2 separate regions of the Sus scrofa genome follow, and region 2 is linked to region 1. A link is a contact called in public HiChIP or PLAC-seq data. All regions are on one chromosome and are shown on one strand. Each heading gives the region's core, a stretch centred on a gene start, on an enhancer-like site or on the middle of the called end of the contact. The rest is flanking DNA. Distances are from core to core; before and after follow the strand shown.

Region 1 (5,569 bases), core at 305-2,804:
GATGTCCCTAAATCTCAGTGGCTTTAGTACAGCTTTATTTCTCACTTAGGCTCCATTTCCACCATGGGTTGGGGTTGAGGAGAGGCTATGTTCTGTCATCCTCACTCAGGGACCCAGGCCATAAGGAGTCTCTACTGTCTACTGAGAAAGGCAGGACCAGACACAGATCTGCTGTAGATAAGGGAGGAGAATGTGACACACTGACCCTTAAAGGCTCCTGCTTGGATGTAATATGACTTGCTTCCATTCACATTTCTTTGGCCAAAGCAAGACGCATGGCCAGGTCTAACATCAGGGGTGTGGGAAGTTCTATCTTTCCACATACCCAGAAGCAGGAATATTGAATATTGGTGAACAGTCCTGATGATTACCAGGGAATCCATGGCAGGGCTCCATGAGGAGTGTCACTGCTCTTCGACCTTCTCATCCCTTTCTGTACCCCTGCATTCCCTTCCTTCTTATCTTAATGTCTTTTTCATCCTCTTTCCTCTCATTCTTTTTCCTCATTCCCTTTCCTTCAGTGAAATAATTATTTTCTAATCACAAAAGTGGATATATTTAAACAGTAAAAAAAAATTCAGATGACACTGCAATATTTAAAAACTTGCTTATTTCTATTTCTTTTCTTCTGCCAGAGATAACCACTCTTTTTTGTGTGTATGTGCTTTTTAGGGCCACACCTGCGGCATATGGAGGTTCCCAGGCTAGGGGTCAAATCAAAGCTACAGCCATAGCAACACAGGATCTGAGCCAGGTCTGCAACCTACAACCACAGCTCATGGCAACCCTAGATCCTTAAGTCACTGAGCCAGGCCAGGGATTGAACCTGCAACGTCATGGTTCCTAGTCAGATTCATTTATGCTATGCCACAGCAGGAACTCTGAGATAACCACTCTTAAAAGGTAGGATGGAGAACCTAATTCCAGATCACTTCTTACACAATGCAATTATAAATATTACAGTACATTTTAAGATTACAAAAAGAGGATCACACGATGCATAGCATTTTGCAAAGTGCTTTTTTAATTTAACAGTGTATCTTGGACACCTCTCCTTTTTTAAAAATCAGGAAATGAAAACAAGAACTATACAACATTAATAGCAACCATTCATTGAATGAGGGGCACCTAGGCTGTGTCCCTCACTGTTTTAGGGGCAGGGTGCTCCCCATGAAATGACACTATTTCTGTCCTTAAGATTTTATATTTTATTGAAGAGAGATCTGTGTCTGGTCCTGCCTCTCTCACCAAGAGTTGTGAGACCTTAGCCAGATATTTTGGCATTATTGGGCCTGTGCCTGTGTGTGTGTGTTGTGTGTTTAAACAACAACAAAAATTGAGGGGTCGACCATATGTTCTCACTATACTATCAGTCTAATTCTAACTGTACTGGGACTTGCTTTGTTGTTTTTGCAAACAACAGACACTGACTCTCATTAACTACAGCAAAAAGAAGGAATTAATTGGAAAAATCTTGTGAGGCTTAGAGACTAGAAGGAAGTGTTGAACATTTGTGTCTGGGGAAGGGCAGAAACCAGGAGCCCTTAGGGGATCTTCTGCAGAAGGAAGTTATAAGTTGATTTTGCAGGGTGCTGCTGTTGGATGACTCAGCTCCAATGGTCTTCCCTCTGGGGATTTCTGTAGGAGATTCAGCTTTCAGGGCGAGAGAAGCGTTTTGGCCTAGCTTGGGTCATCAGTTCACTCTCTGACCAGAGGGAGTGGATCCTATTGATTGACAGCTGTACCAATACCACCTGTGATGGAGGTGGGCAGTTCCCGAAAGGGAGATGCTCTTAAGAAAAGAAGGAAAGAAGGAAGGGAGGCTGACTCCATTAAAATCTGATGTCCACTGCACTAATTTCCTTTTCTCCCCCCATCCTGTTCCTATCTTTGCCTCCCTCATTTTACATCTGAATTTTCTGCTTTTCTTCTGCTTATCACTGTCTTAGTTTGGCAGCCAAAAATAGGCTTTATGTAATTGAGCTCATGGGGTTTCAGTGTCCAGGGGTTTCTAATCTCTTCTTTGATGACTCTAAGAGAATGCTTTCTGTGCAGATGTTTGAACTACAACACATTCACCTGATTTTCAACACAAGGATAAAATAATATTGCAGTACTTGGTGCCTTTCATATTTTTCTGGACTGTAAAATTGAATACTCCTAAATTTACTTACAGCACTGCTTGTAACAGTAAAAACTGCATACAAACTAAATGATTAAGAAGAAATTGACTAGACATCATGCCATCTCTTTACAGCTATATCATACAGTGACACAACTCCCCCCCCCCTTCTTTAATTATCACTTGATCCTTGGAGAAACTGAGAAGGAATACAGGATCCCTTTCTAGAAAAACGTGAACACATTGTGCATACAGTTTCTCATAAACATTTTGGGTACTTGCAAACCCAATAAAAATTTACTTCTAAATCCAGGAGTTATTCATAACCTCTTTAAATACTCTTGATGTAATGGAGTAATGTATAGGCCTAATCATTATGATGAGTATACTTTAATTTTTATTTTATTTTTTGGCTGTGCCTACGGCATATGGATGTTCTTGGGCCAGGGATCCAACTTGTGCCACAGCGGTGACTCCAGCCACTGCAGCGACAATACCAGATCCTTAACCCACTGTGCCGCAGGAGAACTCCAAGTATATTTTTAATAAGAAAAGCTGTTCAAAATTTTTGATATAAAGAAAAATTGGGAGTTCCTGTCGTGGCTCAGTGGTTAACGAATCCCACTAGGAACCATGAGGTTGCGGGTTTGATCCCTGGTTTCGCTCAGTGGGTTAAGGATTTGGTGTTGCCATGAGCTATGGTGTAGGTCATAGACACAGCACGGATCTGGCGTTGCTGTGGCTCTGGCATAGGCCGGCAGCTACAGCTCCAATTAGACCCCTAGCTTGGGAACCTCCATATGCTGTGGATGCGGCCCTAGGAAAGACAAAAAAAAAAAAAAAAAAAGGAAAAAAGAAAAATTGGTTACAAAAGAAGAGAACTCTGTGTGTGTGTGTGTGTGTGTGTGTGTGTGTGTGTAGTAACATTAGTAATAAGTTCGGACAGCTGCCCAAGAAAATACTAAATGCATTTCTCTCTGTTGGATCAATTATAGATAATTTATTATAGTTGATTTACAATGCTGTGCCAATTTCTGTTGTATAGCAAAATGACTCAACCATATATATATATATTCTTTTTTAAAATATTATTTTATATCATGGTCTATCCCAGGAGATTGAATATAGTTAATTTAGATATAGATAATTTTTTTTTCTTTTTTTGTAGTCTTTTCCAAGTTTTTTAAAATGAATATATATTATTTGTGAAATTTTTAAAAGAGGGCTATGATAAAGGGAATAAATGCTTTAGTCACTTAAGACTCAGCTTTTTTACACTGTCTGATTTTCATGGCTTTTCGATTAGTGGTAGAAATAGTTGGGAAGAGTGGATAAAAGAACATCCTATGTCAAGTACTAAAGAGAATCCTAAGAGTTAAATCTATAATTCATTTTTTTTTTTTTGGAAACTTTGACCTTATTTATTACTGACTGAAATGGCAAATTACTGACTGAAATGGCAAATTACAAAATAAAAAAAAAAAATAACCATTTCCCCCTTGCTTTCAAAAGCCGTATGTATATGTTGTTACGAAACATTACAAAAATGTGTGATTATGAAAGTGAAATTTCTTTATAATTCCTCTTTGAGTTCTAATAATAGCTGTTAATCATTTAATCTGTATACATCATCACACACACAGACATGCAAAGGTGGTTTCTTAAATGAAATTAGAATTGACATATATTATTTGTGATGTGGTTTTTCTCAAGTAAATTTTATTTTGGACACTTTCTGTGTTTGCTCATAGAGCTCATTCCCATTGTTTTTAATACTTGCAGAGAATTCAACTGTAAGAATGCATCATAATTTATGTATAGCCCCTATGCCGTGGACTCAGTTTTTCAAAATAATGAAGAACATTGCAATGAAAATTCTTGTACATACATCTTTTATCTAAAGCCTCAAAATAGGCAAAAATAAACTATATTGCTTAGGGTGGCACATTTAGGTGTTAAAAAACAGAAGAAAAGAAGAAATGATTACCATAATAAATGGTTACTTTGAAGTTCCCACTGTGGCACAATGGGATCAGCAGTGTCTTCGGAGCACTGGGAAGCAGGTTCAATCCCTGGCCCTGAGCAGTGGATTAAGGATCTGGTGTTGCTGCAGTTGCAGCTTAGGCCATGACTGTGACTCAAATCTGATCTCTGGCAGATCCGAGTCAGGGAGGCAGCCAAAAAAGAAAAAAAATAAATAATAAATAAATTTAAAATGGTTACCTCTTTGAAGAAGGAAGTTTTAAGTGGAACAAAGATCATATTTGTATAAGAACACATTTATCTTTTAGGCAATTTTACAAAGTGTAATATGTTTCATAATTGCAAGAAAAGGTCTTAAAAAAATAAACCAAAAGAGAATTGACATGAGAAACAGAAAGTGTTCTGTTTCCTTTTATGCCTCAAAAATAAATTAGAGGGAGTTCCTGTTGTGGCTTATCGGGTTAATAACCTGACTAGTATCCATGAGGATTGGGGTTCAGTCCCTGGCCTCACTCAGTGGATTAAGCATTCAGCATTGTCATGAGCTGTGTGTAAGCCGGCAGGTGTAGCCCTCATTCAACCCCCTAGCCTGGGAACTTCCATGTGCTGCAGGTGTGGCTCTAAAAAGCAAAAAAAAAAAAAAAAAAAAAAAAAAAAAAAAAAAAAAAAATCAGGGGATTCCTAATCTAAGTTATGGTCAAAAGGGGAATAAGAACAACAGCAACAGTTCACACTATTAATAATATAAAATTAACCAATAGTTCCGATGCGTTCCAGGCAATGTAAAGCAACGTGCATTATACTGATTTCCTTATTCAATTCTTACAAACACCAATTTGGTTCCATTACCCCATTTTCGCATATAAGGAAATTAAGAATTTGGGTGATTTAGTATCTTATACATACATCTTATGCAAGGTCACAAGACAGTAAGTGGTGGAGCCAGAGATCAAAACCAGCCAGCGGGCCCCTCAGATGCAGAAAAGGAGGTCAGAGTATTAGCATGCATTTTAACCCTATTTTTGCCCAAATTGAACAAACTTTGGAAACCTTTAGCTGAATCAGTCAACTAGTTTTTCTCAGTATGTGAGTAGCACAGAGTAATATTACACAGGTATTTTTTAAATGAATAAAGAAAGGAAAATTTACTTATCATACTTATTTTTCAGAAATCTTGTGTGGCTGTGTCATATGCCAACCACTGGTCTTTGTGTTTGATAAGTATTAATTCCTTTATGGTCTATTCTAATTCATCGCTAAGACGTTTCTTCCTGGAGACTCCCCTTCTTCACTTGCCCCTAGGCCTGAAGTTTTCTGTTTTTCCAGTTCCTTGACCTTTGACTTCTGGGGATCAGCAGTTTAACATACTGCTTTGGCAAATCAATTCAATAGCAGTGCATTGAGTCCCTACTCCTTACTGGATTTTAGGGGGAAATAAAGATGAATACATTTTCATCTGCAACC
Region 2 (5,566 bases), core at 1,308-3,807, 250 kb after region 1:
AAACTGTCTTGGAGAAAGAAAAACTGACCCTTTGCTGATAACTGAAGGAGTTGGTGGGGCCATTTTAATATACTTGGTGACTTTGAATGAAACCAACCAGTAAGGGTCAATAAAATCGCACCTTCTTCTTGAGTACCACATTTTGCCACAGAGCAGTGGTGGTTTTATCGGTTACCAGTGCAACTGTTTATAGAATAACAGTGTAGAGTGTGGCACTTTAGAAACCATCCAAGGTGTTATTCCTTGACGTTGAACTTATTTGAGAAATGTGCTTGGAATAGTGATCTTCAGTCTTTTTAATGCCCCACAACACTGTCAACATTTCTAGATGCCACATCTCTTGTTTCACTGCAGTGATCTTGAGCCATTGATCGAAGAGGCAGAAGGTGGTTCTCCTCTAAGACATGCATTTTAGAATCTTGGTTGTGAAACAGAGGCTATCAATTATGGAAAATCCTCCCTCCCCCTCTTGCTTTCTCTTCCTTCCTTCTTCTCTCCCTCCCCTCTTCTTCTTTCTTGTTTGCTTGTTTGCTTCCTTGCTTTCTTGCTGTTCCTGCTTGTCTTATGTTCCATCTCTTCAGTAAGAACCATAGGTCTTTAGTCTCTTGCACTTGGTGTGTTTGTCTGTCTATCTATCCATCCCCATTTATAAAAGCAATTTTTAGTAATATGTTATTTCCTTTTACAAATAGTAAAATATAATAACTGTTTTGAAACACAGGCTAGGTTTTAAGTTTACAAACATATTTATTCCTGTGAAATACAAGTATACAAAACACGCATTGGAAATTACAGAATGGGGCTGCCTTGGGTTTCCTGCAGTAACAGTTAAGGAGCCTTTAGAATGTTTCCATATCACAGATGACATTATTAATTAGGAAAGCTCTGCCATGCAGTGAGCCTGAGTGCTCTAGGTGAGATTTATCATGTTATTTAGCAGTTTAAATAATGCTTTAATCAGCTGATAAACATTTTTAATTAAACAACAAAAGATTGGAGTCAGATATGTGCCTCATACTCCAACATTTGTTTTTAAGACACACTCCACGTGTGGGGATGCTGTTCTTATTATGTGGGTGTAGATTTACAGTAGTGCATGTTTTCACCATGGGCCTGAGGGGTTCCTTTCATTTTCACTCTAAGTGATGCATGCAGAAATGTTCACAGAAGGAAGAGCATGAAGCCTTAATATAATCAGAAGTGTAATTTTACTAAGCCGCCCAGGGCTTTAAAATGATGCCCGAGGAAACTGGTGTGTCCAGAGATTGTGAAGGAACATGCAGATCTGTGTATGACATCTCAGGCGCCTGTCTCTCACTGGCACGGCAGCTAAAGGAAGGCCTTGCAGATCAAACAGCTTTTAATTCAGGCTAAACATGACTTTTCAGAAGCATGTGTTTCTAGGCTTGTGGGAGAGGTTGAGAGGTTGTATCCTACTACAGAATACTTTCTCCTCTCTCACAAAGCAAGGTGACTTGCTTCCACTGTATATTTTGTTCTTTTTATTGCAGCACAAACAGAAAGATGGCATTGGCGAGTAGAAGCTAAATGCTTTTGGGATCAATTGGGGTCTTTCCGGTTCATTCTCTGGTGTGTCTGGGGATAATTGAAAAGGGAAAAGGGAAACAGCTTGTTGGGAAGGTGTTTGGTTTTTTTATTTAATTAAATTTTATTCATTCATTCATTTTGCTTTGTAGGGCCGAACCTGCAGCAAATGGAAGTACCCAAGCTAGAAGGTTGAATCAGAGCTACAGTTGCCAGCCACAGCCACAGCAACACAGGATCCAAGATGCATCTGCAACCTATACCACAGCTCAATGCCAGATTCTTAACTCACTAAGCCAGGCCAGGAATCAAACCTGCATCATCATGGGTACTAGTCGGGCTCACTACGGCTGAACCGCAACAGAAACTTCCCTTTTATTTCATTTTTTATCAAAGTATAGGTTTTTTGTTTTGTTTTGTTTTCAGGGCTGAATCTAAGGCATGTGGAAGTTGCCAGGCTAGAGGTCAAATTGGAGCTATAGCTTCCAACCATGCCAGATCCAAGCAGTGTCTTTGACCTACACCACAGCTCACAGCAACACTTAATCCTTAACCCACTGAGTGGGGCCAGGGATCGAACCGGTGTGTTCATGGATACTAGTCGGGCTTGTTACCACTGAGCCACAATGGGAACTCCAAAATAGAGTTGATTTTTAACGTGTCTATTTGTGCTTTACAGCAAAGTGACCCAGTCATACATTTCTATACAAGGAAGGTTGTTGAAATGAGGAACTGGGGTGCATCTCTGACTCTCAGGATGTGAATTAGGCACCAAGGGCCACCATTACAAATGCCACAGGCTAGACACTTTACACAACGGAGATTTACTTTCTCACAGTTCTGGATGCTAGCAGTCCAAGATCAAGGTGTGGGCAGGGTTGGTTTTTCTGCAGCTCTGTCCTCTGCCATATTTTCCCTGTGTTTTCTCATCCCCATGGTTTCTCCACCATGTGTCTCTGTTTCCTCATCTCTTAGGAGGACATCACTTCTCATGGATGTTGGATGAAGGCCCCCTACTGGCAATCTCATTTTAACTTAACTACCTCTTTAAAGACACTGTCTCCATCTACAGGCCCATTCTGAGATCCTGGAGGTTAGGATTGCGACCTGTGGTTTTAGTCACAGTTCCATCCATGATAGGAAGGACGTGAAGAATGTGTAGGAAGAGATGGTTCATCTTCCACATGGGGACTTTCTTGATGAGTTCAGTCAGCGGCCATTACCTTGATGGCTTACAGGATACTTCTCAAACTTCAGTTCCTTGTATGGCACTCTCATTACTTTCACCCTTACTCCCCAAACTTTATTTGTTCCTGGTGCCCTTAGTATCTTAGGAACTTTTTCACTGCACCTTAGACCAAAAATAAAAAAATATCTACCTTTTTCTTATCAGGTCCTAACAACTTAGTAGCTATTTGAAAGAATAAAACAAAAACATTGAAAGGAAAATTGCATTTTTATTTTATTTTGAAATAACCGTGTCATGCACTAATGAGATGTGTGTGCCCACTGGGCACTGCACACTTTCTGTAACCTTGGGATCAGATTGGACACTGTCGCCCTTGTTTCTCATTCCACATTGATTTCCAGGCAGTGATTATTTTTGGGTTTGGGGTTTTGTTTTTGTTTTTGTTTTTTTGGTCACAGCAGCTACCTGAGACCTGGCTTTCTGTTGATATGATGTGATGGAAAGGAGTACAGCACAGTCTAATCCTGAAACTAAAACTGTTCTTGAGTTTGATTATTCTTACAGTAGGGTGCGTTCCCCTTACGGTTTTAAAATATCCCCAGTGTCCTGGGAATTTGTTGTCGTATCTCTGGCTATCTCTGCAGTTTAGACTGTGGAATTATATTCTCTCTTGAATAATTCCTTTTAGTCAGCTCATGTTTTGAGATTCTATTTCTGTATCTTTTAACTTATCCTCATTGTGAACATGAACATCTGTGAGAGATTATCTCTGTATTTAATATATAATCAAATCTGTATACCAGCTGAAAATCATTGCATGTTTTCCCAGTGATACTTTTAAGTACTTTGATATGGCATTTACTAGTTTGAAAGAGCAAACATTTTTATTTTTTTAATTTTTAAAAATGTTTTTGTGTTTTTGACCACGCCCATGGCATGTTAAAATTCCTTGTCCAGGATTGAAACCGTGCCATAATGGTGACACCACCAGTTCCTTAACCTGCTGAGCTACCAGGGAACTCTCCAAAATTTTTTTAACAGTTTGTTATTTTCCAAGTGTATGTCTTTTTAAAAATACTTTAACTTTTAAAGCAGTTTCAGGTTTGGAGTTCCCTTTGTGGCTTAGCAGTTAACAAACCCGACTAGCATCCGTGAGGACTCGGGTTTGATCCCTGGCCTCATTCAGTGGGTTAAGGATCTGGTGTTGCCGTGAGCTGTGGTGTAGGTCACAGGGGCATCTTGGATCTGACGTTGCTGTGGCTCTGGTATAAGTCAGTGGCTAAAGCTCCGATTGGACCCCTAGCCTGGGAACCTCCATATGCTACGGATGCAGCCCTAAAAAGACAAAAAAAAAAAAAAAAAAAAAAAAATTCATGTTCAAAGCAAAATTGAGCTGAAGGTGTGGAGAGTTCTCATATACCTTCTGCTCCCACATGTATATAGCCTTCCCTGATATTAATATCCCCCACCAGAGGGGTTGCATTTTAACAAGAGATGAACCTCCATTGACACTGCTTTCTCACTCAAAGTCCCTAATTGACATTAGGACTCCCTGTTGGCGTTGTGCATCCTTTGAGTATGGGAATGCATTAGGACATGTGACCATCTTTATCTTTATGGTATCCGTACAATAGTGTCACTCTCCTCAAATCCTCTATGCACCACCTCTTTTTTTTTTCGTTTTTATTTTTTTTAAATGTTTTAAACATTTTTTTCATTTTTAAAAGTTTCATTGATGTATAGTTGATTTACATGATTGGGATCATTTCCGCTCTACGACAAAGTGATTCAGTTATCCATGTACATACATCCATTCTCTTTCAGGTTCTTTTCCCCGTGGATGATCACAGAATATGGGGTAGAGTTCCCTGTGCTACATACAGCAGGTCCCCACTGGCCAGTCATTCCATATCCCTCAGTGTGCACATACCAGTTCCAACATGTACCACCTCTTTAAGTGTCGGATTTTTCTTCTGCTTTTAGGAACTTGAAATGCAGGCTCGAGCTCATGGACTTTCCCTCATCCCATCCACGGGTCTCTGCTCTCCAGATTTGGTGAATCGGATCATCAAGCAGGAACCTACCCTGGAGAACTGCAGCCAAGACCTCCTCCAGCATCACGCAGACCTGACATGTACAACCACCCTGGATCTCACAGATGGCACCATCACCTTCAACAACAACCTCGGAACCGGGTCTGAGGGCAACCCAGCCTATAGCGTCCCCACGAAAATGGGATCCAAACTGGAAGACATCCTCATGGATGATACTCTTTCTCCTGTTGGCATAACTGACCCACTTCTTTCTTCGGTGTCCCCCGGAGCATCCAAAACCAGCAGCCGAAGGAGCAGTATGAGCATGGAAGAAACCGAGCATGCTTGCTAGCAAATTCTCCCTGCTCTGCATTCTCACAAACTGCTTCCTTTCTTGATTAGCAGATTTAATAATTTACCTGAAGGGGTTTTCTTGATCATTTTCCTTTAATATGAAAAAAATTTTTTTTCATGCTTTATCAATAGCCCAGGATATATTTTATTTTTAGAATTTTGTGAAACAGACTTGTATATTCTATTTTACAACTACAAATGCCTCCAAAGTATTGTACAGTCTTGTACAGTATCTGTGACCTGAATTCACCCCAGACTTTGGCTTTCAGAGCAAGAGGATTTTTGCATCTGAGAAATTTCTGTCCATTTTTATTCAGGGTAAATTTGGTTTGCGATTTGTATGCCTGTGACTTCCTTGGAAATTAAATGTAAAATTTAATTGAAAGAATGTAAAGCAACCAAAAAAAAAAAAAAAAAAAGAGAGAGAGAGAGAGAGAGAAGGGGG

Evidence for each region. HiChIP or PLAC-seq counts read pairs in DNA pulled down with a chosen protein or histone mark.
Region 2: a contact with region 1 is called in an H3K27ac HiChIP or PLAC-seq map of alveolar macrophages. The contact joins two enhancer-like sites. A contact is called at or near these places in 2 of 2 datasets of contacts at active chromatin or transcription factors (alveolar macrophages and skeletal muscle).

Annotation. Positions count from the first base shown.
Region 1 is chr13:51,163,242-51,168,810 of Sscrofa11.1, forward strand. No RefSeq gene overlaps it. Among named protein-coding and RNA genes, the nearest start is that of FRMD4B, 190 kb to the left of the region's middle. Within about 2 kb of position 1,555, at least 2 of the 83 cell types and tissues checked have an H3K27ac peak or open chromatin away from gene starts, as enhancers often do. A contact at or near this core is called in alveolar macrophages, where this site is marked.
Region 2 is chr13:51,413,799-51,419,364 of Sscrofa11.1, forward strand. MITF (microphthalmia-associated transcription factor) reads left to right here. Exons shown (of 9, transcript NM_001038001.1): 9 at 4,718-5,452. The coding sequence ends at 5,119. Among named protein-coding and RNA genes, the nearest start is that of MITF, 31 kb to the left of the region's middle. Within about 2 kb of position 2,558, at least 2 of the 83 cell types and tissues checked have an H3K27ac peak or open chromatin away from gene starts, as enhancers often do. A contact at or near this core is called in alveolar macrophages, where this site is marked.